Regions from separate parts of the Sus scrofa genome. Here all the other regions are linked to region 1. The links are chromatin contacts, called in public Hi-C and HiChIP or PLAC-seq maps. All regions are on one chromosome and are shown on one strand. Each heading gives the region's core, a stretch centred on a gene start, on an enhancer-like site or on the middle of the called end of the contact. The rest is flanking DNA. Distances are from core to core; before and after follow the strand shown.

Region 1 (4,088 bases), core at 707-3,206:
AGACTTTTTTTTTTTGGTCTTTTCTAGGGCTGCTCTCCCAGCATATGTAGGTTCCAGGCTAGGGGTCTAATTGGAGCTGTAGCTGCCGGTCTACGCCAGAGCCACAGCAACACGGGATCCGAGCTGCCTCTGCAACCTACACCACAGCTCATGGCAACGCCGGATCCTTAACCCACTGAGCAAGGCCAGGGATCGAACCCGCAACCCCACGGTTCCTAGTTGGATTCGTTAACCACTGAGCCACAACGGGAACTCCTTGTCAAGACTTTTTGAGTGATCAAGCGATGAGCATATAAATCGCATTCATGAATTCCTTCCAACAAGTTGCTAAAGCGAAAACTGAATGAATCCAGAAAATTGCCTAGCTCTTATAGTAGTAATTATCTACAATAATGTCTTTCAATTTCTTTATTTGTAATACCACGGGATATCAGAGAACTTCTAGAAAGTTCATTAAACACCTGCGTCAAAAGCCCAAGATCCCAAATGTTGTGACCTTTCTTCCCCAGCTAACAGCACAGCTATCTGTCTGTATTACACAAACTATCTGTAGTCCCAGAATGAACCTACTGACTAACTCTGCCTCTGAAGGACTCAGAGAGAATTTAAGGTAAGAGGTTAAGATATGAGATATGATCCAGGAGACACCAACTGGTTTTCTTTAATTTCTCCCACCTCCAACCTAACAATGTTCCTCTTGAAGATTCCCAGCAAGAAAAAAACACCAGCAGTTATTAGGTGGTATCCATTCTAACAGTAATTTCACAATGTGCCAAATTCCTATAGAACCGGGAAAGAAGATCTCAGTGACTGTCAAGTGCATCTCTTTACACTTTTTTCGGTGTGATAAAATTGCCAGGTTTGAAACAGAAGCTTTATTCCTAAAAGTATGAGTAATCTGTATGTAAATTGTGGCCGCCCTAATGAGTCCTCAGGCTGAAACCAAGGTGGCAAAATAGGGGAAGTCCAGAGCACGTGACACGGAAAACTGACTCTCTGAAAACGGATGGCATCACCTTTACACGATCTTAACCCAGGTATACAGGACGCAAAATGACATAAATATTAAGAGTGGAAGTCTCCGAACAATTTTCAAATAAATGTAAAAAGAGTCAATGCGCAAGTGATTCTTTTGTAACATAGTTAGCATGACATTTAAAAAAATTCAGAGCATCTAAGTCGTACAGGCCATATGATCCAATGAGTGTTTTTTCTTTTGCATAAAATGTTTCATCACGATTAGAAGTAAAACCAACAGAAATCATCTGCGGCCTCGGAAGGGGGAAGCTTAACCTAGGTCAAGAGCGAGAAATACTGAAAGCGCGGCATGCGACGATAAACGGGAAGCTACCACCGGGTTCCAGCTCTTACCGGACGTGCAAGCCCCAGGCCAGGGAAGGCGAGGGCAGAGGGGCAAAGAGTAGCGGAGACCGCGGCTCAGCGAGAGGAGGACACGCTTCCCCGTCGGACCCCACCGCCCGGCAGCCCCCGGCTTCTCATTCATTCCGCGCGGTCTCCAGGTGGCGGCCGCGCGTTGGCCGCCGCCGCGTTCTCCGCCCGGAACCACCGTGCACTCACCTGTTCGGGACGACGACCTCGCGGCGCCCTGGGCCGCAGAGACCGCCGCCAGGAGCCGGGGGGATGCGGGCCTGGGGCCGGCGGCGGGCGGGGGCGAGCGGCGGCGCGGCGGCGGGCCGGGCGGGCGGCGCAGGCCGGGCGCGTCCCTCTGCAGCAGGGCGGAGCAGAGCCGCCGCGGGCTCTGAAACATGCCGGGCGCCGCTGCCACAACCGCCGCGGCTCCTCGCGCGCCCACAGATCCTCGGGGCCCGGCCGAGCCGAGCCGACTCTCGGGTCAGTCCAAGCAGAGATGCCCCGGCTCCTTCTCGCGCAACCGCGGCTCGGCGGAAAGTCCTGGACCTCGAGCCGGAGACGGAGAGGTGGCAGCAGCTGCTACGAGGCGGAGCCGCTGTCTGCCGCGGGCCGGCGAGAGCTGGAGGATAACCGGCCAGAGCCGCGAGCTGACAAAGTGGGCGCTACCAAGCGGGACCGGCAGAGGGGGATCCGCGGGACCGGAGCCCAGAGCGACCAGGGTGGGACTCCCAGAACCGGTGTGATATTGCTTCGACAGGAAGAAGAGCTTAAGGTGTTTATTGGATGGAGGCCGTGGGAGGCCCAAAGTAACAAGTGATTCTTTGGTGCGATTTTAAAGAAATGTATCTCCCCTTCCGCTGGCTGTAGTAGAAACGCCCACAGGCTGGGAGTCCCGAGACCTTTCCAAGGCTCTGGCCCTGGGGACACGTGTGTGTCCGAGTGGAAGGTAGCATTTGTGTGTACGTGTGAGAGTACATGTGAATCCGGCAAAGGGCGTATGCCTCCGGCCCTTTCGGGAGGATATACTGCGTTAAACGAAATTAAGCATGATAGGACCCGGAGTGTGTGCGAGGGCGGTGCTAAGACAACATCCCTCTCCTCAAGGATGTGATACTCAGGCAAAGGGGGCCGAAGGTAGCAAGAGAAATCAGACCTTAAAGCTCAACAAGGCAGATTAAGATCAGTGTCACAAGTTTCCGCAAGGCTGGTGATAGAAGTCATAAACAGGCCTGGGATTTCTAGATGGGCTTTGAGGTCTAAGATTTACACTTGTGGAAATTGGGTGGGAAGTGGTGATGATTTACACATGAAGGAAGAGAATAAAGAGAAAGCCCTAAGTGTATTTGGAGGAACAGTTCTTAGTTCTATAGGATGGAAGGTAAGGAGTAAGAAGACAGATGCTTGGATAGGTTATATAACCTCTGCCTATGGAAGGCAGAGATGAGACTACATCTAATATGGTAGGAAATTGTGAGCTGAGCAAGGATATATCTTAGGACCGTGCTTTTTCCCTCTCTTTTCTTTTTCTTTCCTCCCTCCTTTCTTTTCTTTTCTTTTCTTTCTTTTCTTTCTACCCCACCCCCACCCCACGAATCTTACTGAGCCACAGCAGTGGCAACTGTGGGATGCTAAACCCCTAGGCCATGGGAAACCCCAGCCTGACTTTAATTGGAGGTCATGTATCTCAGGGGACATGGAAAGGCAGGAGAGAGTAGACCCATGGATACGAAAGATAGTCTAGACCTGTATCTGGTACTGGAAAAGAATGAATGGAAGAAACAGCTCAGATAGATTGCGCAGAGAACAATGACTAATCAGTAAGGGAAGAGTGGTGGTTGCCAAGACTGGATTCCTCTCTGAATGACTTATGAATGAGAAATGTTTTCTTGTTGGATTTCCCATGATTTTGCTGGTTCTTCTGTCTTGTGGAATTGGAAGCTTTTCATTACCAAGGATATTCAAAACATTTTTGAGACCTGGGCTGTATATCTGAACCCAGAGGGTGTGGAGGCGTCAGCTGGCTCAAGTTGATCCTAACTCCTGGGAGACAGGCTTCTTGGCAAATTAGTAAATCTTCTGTTTCCTTATCTATAAAAACAGGTAGAATCATACCTTAGTCATTAGGTGAAATAAAAGGCAATGAGAAAATTTGTCAATAAAAAGCATTTTGCAAATATATCAAAATTTTGAATTAGAATCCAGGGTCTATAGGAGTTCACTTACAATTGTTTTTCTTTTCCATATGTTTGGATATATTCAAAATAAAGTGCTGAAAGTACTATTCGAATATAAACTGTCATTTTTTATTTTTTAAAAGTTTTATTGAAGTATAGTTGATTTACAATGATGTGATGATTTCTGCTGTACAAAAGAGTGATTTAGTTATACATATACACATAGTCATTCTTTTTCAAATTCTTTTCCCATATAGGTTATCACAGAACATTTAGTTCCCTGTGCTATAAAGCATATCCCAGCTGCCGATCCATTCCATAAAATACTTAAACTGTCATCATATATATGCCAGGACCTGCGACCTCATGATTTCTTTTTTTTTTTTTTTTTTTTTTTGGCCACACCTGAGGCATTCGGAAGTTCCCTGCCCAGGGATCAAACCTGTGACACAGCAGTGACAATGCCCAATCCTAAACCGATAGGCCACCAGGGAACTGCTAAACTGCCATTATTAAACGGGATTCGAAGTGCATGCTGTTCTG
Region 2 (4,088 bases), core at 929-3,428, 220 kb before region 1:
ATACAAAAAACTGCTGGAGTTCCCGTCGTGGCACAGTGGTTAACGAATCCGACTAGGAACCATGAGGTTGCGGGTTTGGTCCCTGGTCTTGCTCAGTGGGTTAAGGATCCGGCGTTGCCGTGAGCTGTGGTGTAGGTTGCAAACACGGCTGGGATCCCGCGTTGCTGTCGCTCTGGCATAGGCCGGTGGCTACAGCTCCGATTCGACCCCTAGCCTGGGAACCTCCATGTGCAGTGGGAGCGGCCCTAGAAAAGGCAAAAAGACCAAAAAAAAACACACCCAAAAAACTGCTATCCTAAAACTATGTTACAGCCAAACCCACACACCAATTAGTTCTTTAAAAAGGTTCAAAAGTAAACAAACTGTTCTGATAAAACTGTGCTATAGTCCCACCTATACTCCCATTAGTCTCAAAACCAAAAACTCGCATTAAGGACTTCAAGGTAATTAAGAGTTACATGGTATTGGATTGACTTCCTCATGTTTTCCACACGAATTGACTAAATCTGTAAGCATGTGGATATTTTTGTAAAATCAAAGTTAGTTCAACATGGACTACCTTCCTAGGTCTAGCAAACGTGGATCCCCAGAGTTGTTATACTTTTCAAACAAATGTAATAAATTTAAATTACCAGAGGAAAAAACTAACACTTTCACACACACACTCCAAATCCTAAATCTTAAATTTGGCAAATGCAGTTTCCCTGAAAGCGGCAACCCACATGGTAAATGCCAAACAAAAAAAGTGCTACAATGTATTAACTATAGCATCAAAGTTGTAAGATAAATTTTACAACGTAAACAGTCCTCTAAACATGGCTGCATTTATGGTATTTAATAAATACAAACTACACACATTTGAAATGCAAGTAACTATCTAGCCTGAGCTAGTATCAGAAAGATCCATTCCAGAAGTTCTCTTTGCTGCCTATTTCTTGCATCAGTGTTAATACAGTTCAATCCACAAGAAAACCTGGGTCTAGAACTTCTCAACTAAAAGCTCTTAACTTTTCACTTCCTACTGGACCGCCCCCTCGCAACGCGCCCCACCTCCCTAGGAGGGTGATGGGGTGGGGCTGTTTCCCGCTCGGAAACTAAGAAATAAATGTCTCTTCCCTACTTCAGAAAAGAGGGAATGAGAGAGGCCGAGAAGCTGCAGACTCAAGCAAGCTACTGACTACAAGAAGATAGTCATTTAGAAAGCTCCTTTTCCTCTTCTTAACTCCTTTTTTCCTTCCCTCCTTCCAGGCCGTTCTGTGTCTCCAAGTCGGGCGGGGACAGGTGAATCCCAAGAGGAAAGGAAGAGGGAGGGACGGACGATGGAGGGAGAGTCGCGCTTGGGCAATGAATGAGCTGCGCTGCATCCGCACCACCTGTTCCTTCCAAGGGTGCCACTTCGGCCTGCCAGCATGGTTCCCGCACCACCCGAGCCACCACTCCTGCCTGTGCTGCCCACTTCCCTGCTAAAGACCAGGCCTCTCCTCTCTCCGTTCGGGGAGAATGAAAACCGGCAGTCTAGAAATTAGGAGAACGAGGCCTACTCCGGAACCACGGCCTCCGAAACGTGAGGACGAAAGGAGGAAGACTGTGGTCCCTGGCGCGCGAGCCCAAGTGGGAACCAAAAGAAGGGAACGAAGGAGTGCATTCGGCCTGACTAGGAGTACGAAGGCGGGGTCCCGGGCGGGGGTGGCCTGGTGCCCGGCGGGCCGAGGTTAGAGGTGACAGGCCCGTGTACCGGCTAAATCCTCCACACTGCTTGCCCAGAGCCTCACACTTACCAAGATCCGCTTGAAGAGCGCGTTCTCCTTGGGCGGGAGGCTCACGGCCGGCATCGTTCCGGCTCCTCCCGCTGCTCCCGCCACCGCCCGGCTCGGTCAGTCTGCTTGTCCGACCGCCGCCGCCGTCGTTCCCTGGCTGCTTCAGCCTTGACTGCCCCGATCCACCGCCGCCACCAGGCCTCGGGTCACCGCGTCGCCCAACCTCGACACCCCTTCCCCTCGTAGTCTTTTTTCCTTTCTCACTTAACGCTACCACCGCTTTCCCCCCCCCCTTACGGGTCTCCGTCGGCGGTTCACGTGGTAACTGAACAGACCGACAGAGGCAGCCAAAATGGCGGACGCGGAGGGCTTTCCCACCCGGGTCACACCTCCTAGTACGCAGGCGCGATGACCTCCTTTCCCCACCCCTTGGTCCTGAAGCTTGCTGGGAAACCTGGAGCTGGCGGCTGGCCGGGGCCGGGAGGGTAGCGGCAAGCCCCGCCCACCCTTTCAGGTCCCAGCGTAGGAGGCGCGGGGGAAGCGAGGGGAGAGTAGCCAGCTGCTGTTCCCATCGCCTCCTCATCAAAAATAGCCTTTCTACTCCTCCTTGCTAAATTGGCCTTTCATTCATTGCGTAGAGGCTCCCTGTGCGTATAATCATAGTTTGAGCCTAAAGTGCTAAAATGTCGGTGTCCAAGAAGCGCCGTGTTTCCGGATGAAGTGCCAATTAGGTACCAGAGGCGAAGGAGAAATGAAGGCTTCACCCCAGTGGGTATTTGTAAATAGATATAGAGAAGATGGAGCTTAATGGAGTCTGAAAAGCGTGAAAGAGTTAACCAATTAAATGGGCCTGGCTGGGTATCGGTGATTTACTTTTACTACTTTAAGAGGACCCTGAAAGATAGCCAGACCCTGAAGTGCCATATTTGCACTGCTAAAGAAACATTTGAAGGTTAGAGTGTGTGTTTTTATTTTATCATTGAGTTCATGCAATGCAGTGTTGAGGACTGTATGAGTCACCTTGGGATAGTGAAGCATTCAAGGTCACTGACGCCCTTAGAGCTGGTATCAAGCTAGTGCTTAGCATTGTGACTCCCCTTCATTAGAAATCCTGAAATCTTAGGAAGCTGAAGAGTATCTGGCAAAGATAATAGAGAACTGCTGCAGTAAGCAAGGTCAGACTAGATACCGAATAGAGCCTCTTACAATTTCACTCACAATCAAGGTAAAACTATTTTAAAAATGGCAGTCTATTAATGACTGCAAATCATCACATATGAGCTATTTTTTACCCTTGGTTGTTTGCGATTATCTCTTTCCAGATCATGAATTCTATCAGCCGTAGCATTCTTTGTGTCATGCATCATTAAATAATATACACAATAGTTTTGATCTTTTAATCATATTTACACAAATACTTTACCCTCCTCAGCTTGCTCTTTAATCCTCCGTGGAAGGTGTGAGTTGAGCAACACATTTACCCATGGAAAAATCTGAGACTATTGCTTGGATTTTTGAGTACCCTCTCCTTTTGCCTGGGTCATAAGTAAGGCTTTAGCAGTCAAATCTGGAATTTCCTCAAATTCTCTGATCTCTTTAAAAGTTTCATGAAACAACTGCCTCTGAGTTTTGAAGTATGGTTTTCAGGGTTTTTTTAAACTTTAGCTTTCTAAAAAAATAATAAGACCCAAAACAAATTTAGAATCCATAAAAACGGTTATTTAGTGATAACCTTCAAACTTCACTGCACCTCAACAGATCTTTCAATTATCTGAACTATTAAAATATAGAAATACCGTCTAACTTAAGATAATAATTTTAACTTAGCTACCAACTGGGGTTTCCAAATCTCTAGCTTTATACCCAAAAGCCCCTGTAGCAATATTATTTGCTATGGTTTCCGAAATTTCTCCTGTAAATAATACGCTATTTTCACCTTGGGGGAAGAAAATTTATGTTCTTGAAACAAACAGTAGTTTCCACCAGGAGCTGAGTAACTGAATAGATGAACCAGCAATATGGTTTGGCTACTATGTTCTTTTTGGCTGATAACAAATAAATAGCAGTATTTAACACTCAGTGAATACTAGTCTGATTCAACATTTACGTGAGTCTTGTCCCAGTTAAAGTGCACCTACAGATAGCTGTTGGACACACAGTCAATGATTTAATACTCTGAACTCAGCAATAAAATATCTAGGCTGATAGATCACCGCTATTTGACAAAGAGAGATCCATTTGATGGGTTATGCTTTGAATGAGGGCCATGCAGGGAGTTACATCCAAGGCTAAATGATGATGATGATGATGGTTAGTTCATTCATCCTAGCC
Region 3 (4,088 bases), core at 820-3,319, 150 kb before region 1:
CCAAGACAGAACTTTCTAACAATCATTAGTCTATAGCAACAGGATGGGTAGGAAGCTGCTGAGTAGGGTTGAGATAAAGGAGATGTAGAAAGTTGTATATCCAAGTGGGAAATTAGACTAGGAGGTCCAGGTAATTTTTAGAGCATGGCTTTGAACCCAGGGGACTCAATCTGTGCTCATAATAAAGAAACACATCTCAGAGTGCTCAACAATAGCCAGTCAGGCAGCCCAAGACCTTCAGCTTCAGACTCTCTCCCACTCCTGACTGTCAGTCTTATTTCTGATATATTTGTTTTTTTCCTTCTTTAAAAATGATTTTTAAAGAATTCGCTGGTGCTCAGTGGTTTAGGGATCTGGCATTGTCACTGCTGTGGCGTGAGTTCAATCCCTGGCTCAGGAACTTCTGCATGTCGAGGATGATGCCAAAAGAAATTAATTAATTTAATTTAATTTATTTTTTTTTGTCTTTTGTCCTTTTAGGGCTTAACCCGAGGCATATGGAGGTTCCCAGGCTAGGGGTCCAATTGTAGCCGCCAGCCTACACCACAGCCACAGCAACACCAGATCTGAGCTGCGTCTGCGACCCACACCACAGCCCACAGGAATGCCAGATCCTTAACTCACTGATCAAGGCCAGGGACTGAACCCAAAACCCCATGGTTCCTAGTCAGATTCATTTCCATTGCCCCACAATGGGAAGTCCAGAACTTAAGTAATTTTCAACAAGGATTTTTTTTCTTTGCTTTTTAGGGCCACACCTGCAGCATATGGAAGTTCCCAGGGTAGGGGTTGAATTGGAGCTATAGTTGGCACCACAGCCACAGCAATACCAGATCCGCGTCTCATCTGTGGCCTACACCACAGCTCACAGCAATGCTGGATCCTCAACACACTTAGCAAGACCAGGGGTGAACCCTCATCCTCATGGATACTAGTCAGGTTCGTTTCCACTGAGCCACAACGGGAACTCCTAAAAAAAGGATATTTAAAGCAATATACATGTTCCCTGTAAACAGGTAAAATAATGCAGAAGTGTGTGGTTTAAAAACCCTGCAGGCTCCTTTCTACTCTCCATTTCAGTATTCTTTTTTGTTGTTGTTGTTGTTTTTGGCCATGCCTGCAGCATGCACAAGTTCCTGGGTCAGGGATTGAACCAGAGCCACAGAAGTGACAACAATGCTGGATCCTTAACTGCTAGGTCACCAGGAAATCCCCCCATTTTAGTATTCTTATACATAAGTGATTTGTCCTATCCATAGTATGGAATAATATAATGATTCACTCAATAATTATATTGGGTGTCTTTCAGTGTCAGTACACCTAGTGGGTGTCTGAAAACTTGGGAAATCAAGGGTACATTTATTTTATTTTTTTATTATGCTAAAATATTACCATTTTAACCATTATAGGGGTACAAGTCAGTGGCATTAAGTACATTCACAATGTTGTGCAACTGTGTCTACAAAGACAAATTTATTCTTAAACAGTATGTTCCAATTTCAAAATACATGCTCAATGCATTGTCTTCAACCTTTAAACACCTTTTCAGGTACATTTAAAGCAATGGGTCCAAATGTCAGTCTGAAAAAACTAAAAGGAATGGGCTATTTTTTCTGAGTTTCTAAGCCTTATAAACACTGTAGTGCCAGAGGCAGGCAGAGGTTAGAAAGGAGGTATTGCAGTCTTGGCTCCGACACTACCAAATGTATGAACTTCAGTACATCATTGTTTGACTCTCTTTTTTCCTACATCCTGGCGACCTCCAGAGAGCGCTATCCTAAAGTAAGAGACTAAATGCTTGCTTCCTATCTGAGCTATTTTGCCTACATAGCACTTCAGGTGAAACAAAGCCTGCGCTTCTCCTCACAGAGGACTGCCCCAGGAGCTGAAGCCGGAGACTTAAGGCATGGGGTCGGCCGGCTGCATCTGCCCAGAATAGTATGCCACAATAAGAGCTGACAAACTGACTCAAAACAAAATATCTCTTTGGGGAATTATAAATGCTAGATACACCAAAAAGAACATGAGTCATTTTAGCTAAGATCACTGCTGTGAGTAAAAGTCCTGGTTCCTGTAGTTCCTTTTACGCAATCTCCTGAAGTAGGAGCAGCTGGATGAGTCAACTTCCAGAGCTACCTTCCTTTCTTGTCACCCCAAGTTCCCACATATACTTGCAACACTTCCTCTCATTGAATGTAATCCCTGTGTGTGATCCTTTTTTTTTTTTTTTTTCTCTTTTTAGGGCCACATCCATGGCATATGGAGGTTCCCAGGCTAGGGGTCCAATCAGAGCAGTAGCTGCCTGCCTACGCCACAGCCACAGCAACTTGGGATCCAAGCCACGTCTTTGACCTACATCACAGCTCTCAGCAGATCCTTAACCCACTGTGTAAGGCCAGGGATCAAACGTGCATCCTCATGGATACTAGTTGGGTTTGTTACCCTTGAGCCATAATGGGAACTCCTGTTCCTTTAATCTGAAACAAGCTACCTAAATTGGAGCACATTATTATTATAACAAAAATCTTATTTGGAACAGGTGGAAGCAAACCTAATGTCTATCAACTGGTAAAAGGACAAACTAAATGTGGCACATACAGAGAGCAGAATATTAGCCAGCTTTAGAAAGGAAGGAAATCTTGTCACGTGCTACAACATGGATGAACCATGAGGACATTATGCCAAGTGAGATGAGCCAGTCACAAGAGAGACATAAAGCAATCAAATGCACAAAAACAGAAAGTAGAGTGGTGGTCGTCAGTGGCTAGGAGAGGGAGGGGGAAATAGAAGTTGTTGACTGGGTACAGGCTTTCAGTTTTGCTACCTGAAAAGTTTTGGAGCTCTATATACAACAATGAGAATATACTTAACACTACCGAACCGTACATTTAAAAGTAGTTATTGCACTAAATTTTGTGTTATGTATTTATCACTGCAATTTAAACTTTATTTTTATTTTATTTTTTTGCTTTTTTTAGGGCCAAACCTGTGGTGTATGGAGGTTCCCAGGCTAGGGGTCCAATCAGAGCTTCGGCTGCTGGCCTCCATCACAGCCACTGCAACATCAGATCCGAGCCTCAACTGAGACCTACACCACAGCTCACAGCAACACCAGAGCCTTAACCCACTGAGTGAGGCCAGGGATCAAACTCGAAACCTCATGGTTCCTAGTTGGATTCGTTTCCGCTGCGCCACGATGGGATCCCTAAACTTTATTTTAAAAAAATCTTACATAGGCCATTCAGCTTCAGGGACCATTTGATTTCACTACAGCTGAAACTTTTCTCCTTACACATCTGAATCATGATGGTTTGTAAGGTGTCTCTAAGCCTTTGGGGTCAATTATAGTGGTTACATTGCTGCTAAACTTTTTTATAACAAACAGAACCTTTTACTGTGCCAAATATCAATTTCGGTTTCCAAATGGTTTCATTTTCAAATCCAAAAGGGATTGTTTAATTTTATATTTGTTAGTAACACATTTTGCTTTACAGTCTAAAACCATTTTACATATTATCTCATTTGATCCTCATAACAACGAACCTTGGGGAAGATAAAGTAGATATTACTGTTTTCATTGCATAGACGAGAAAAAAAAAAAACAAGGCTTAGAGAGAAATGTGACTTCTCATGAGTCACCAATTCAGCTAGCAAATCTGAGTATGGAAATCTAGATCCCAAACTCTCCGGAGAGAGCTCTATGCCATGAAAGTAATGAATATAGTATGTACTGCTTCACTTTCATTTTAGCAACTTTAAAGTTTTATATTTTGGTAAAAACCACAATTTCAAGAGGAAGCAGATTTATCTCTTAACCATGAGAATCCTATTTCTGAGAATCATCAGTCTTGGGATCATGAGAAATAACTTAGACACCTGGTTCTACTGGTGGCAATATAATTTAATTGTGGTCAAATCAAGGACATTTTACAAACTCTGACTTTTGTAAAGTGATGGCTAATTTATTCTCATGTCTCACAGTACATACCGAACATCAGATCTGAGAGTCTGGGACTGGGTTTGTCCACTTGAATGTGGGTCACAGGGAATAGGAATGAAGTTCAGGGTCATGCTGGGGCAAGAATCCT

Evidence for each region. A called contact is a pair of places that touch in the nucleus more often than the background predicts. HiChIP or PLAC-seq counts read pairs in DNA pulled down with a chosen protein or histone mark.
Region 2: an H3K27ac HiChIP or PLAC-seq map of alveolar macrophages shows a contact between it and region 1. The contact joins the promoter of NAA15 here to the promoter of NOCT in region 1. A contact is called at or near these places in 2 of 5 promoter capture datasets (fetal skeletal muscle and liver), 15 of 47 Hi-C or Micro-C datasets (alveolar macrophages, blood, embryonic fibroblasts and 9 more) and 2 of 2 datasets of contacts at active chromatin or transcription factors (alveolar macrophages and skeletal muscle).
Region 3: a contact with region 1 is called in a Hi-C map of mesenteric adipose tissue, with 2.1 times the contacts expected there. The contact joins the enhancer-like site here to the promoter of NOCT in region 1. A contact is called at or near these places in 1 of 5 promoter capture datasets (liver), 21 of 47 Hi-C or Micro-C datasets (adipose tissue, alveolar macrophages, blood and 12 more) and 1 of 2 datasets of contacts at active chromatin or transcription factors (skeletal muscle).

What each region holds. Positions count from the first base shown.
Region 1 is chr8:87,907,275-87,911,362 of Sscrofa11.1, forward strand. NOCT (nocturnin) reads right to left here and starts at 1,957. Exons shown (of 3, transcript XM_003129187.4): 1 at 1,579-1,957. The coding sequence starts at 1,768.
Region 2 is chr8:87,689,135-87,693,222 of Sscrofa11.1, forward strand. It overlaps NAA15 (N-alpha-acetyltransferase 15, NatA auxiliary subunit), which reads right to left and starts at 2,179. Exons shown (of 20, transcript XM_003129186.6): 1 at 1,779-2,179. The coding sequence starts at 1,832.
Region 3 is chr8:87,757,337-87,761,424 of Sscrofa11.1, forward strand. No RefSeq gene overlaps it. Among named protein-coding and RNA genes, the nearest start is that of ELF2, 15 kb to the right of the region's middle. Within about 2 kb of position 2,070, at least 32 of the 83 cell types and tissues checked have an H3K27ac peak or open chromatin away from gene starts, as enhancers often do. A contact at or near this core is called in adipose tissue, alveolar macrophages, liver and 4 more, where this site is marked.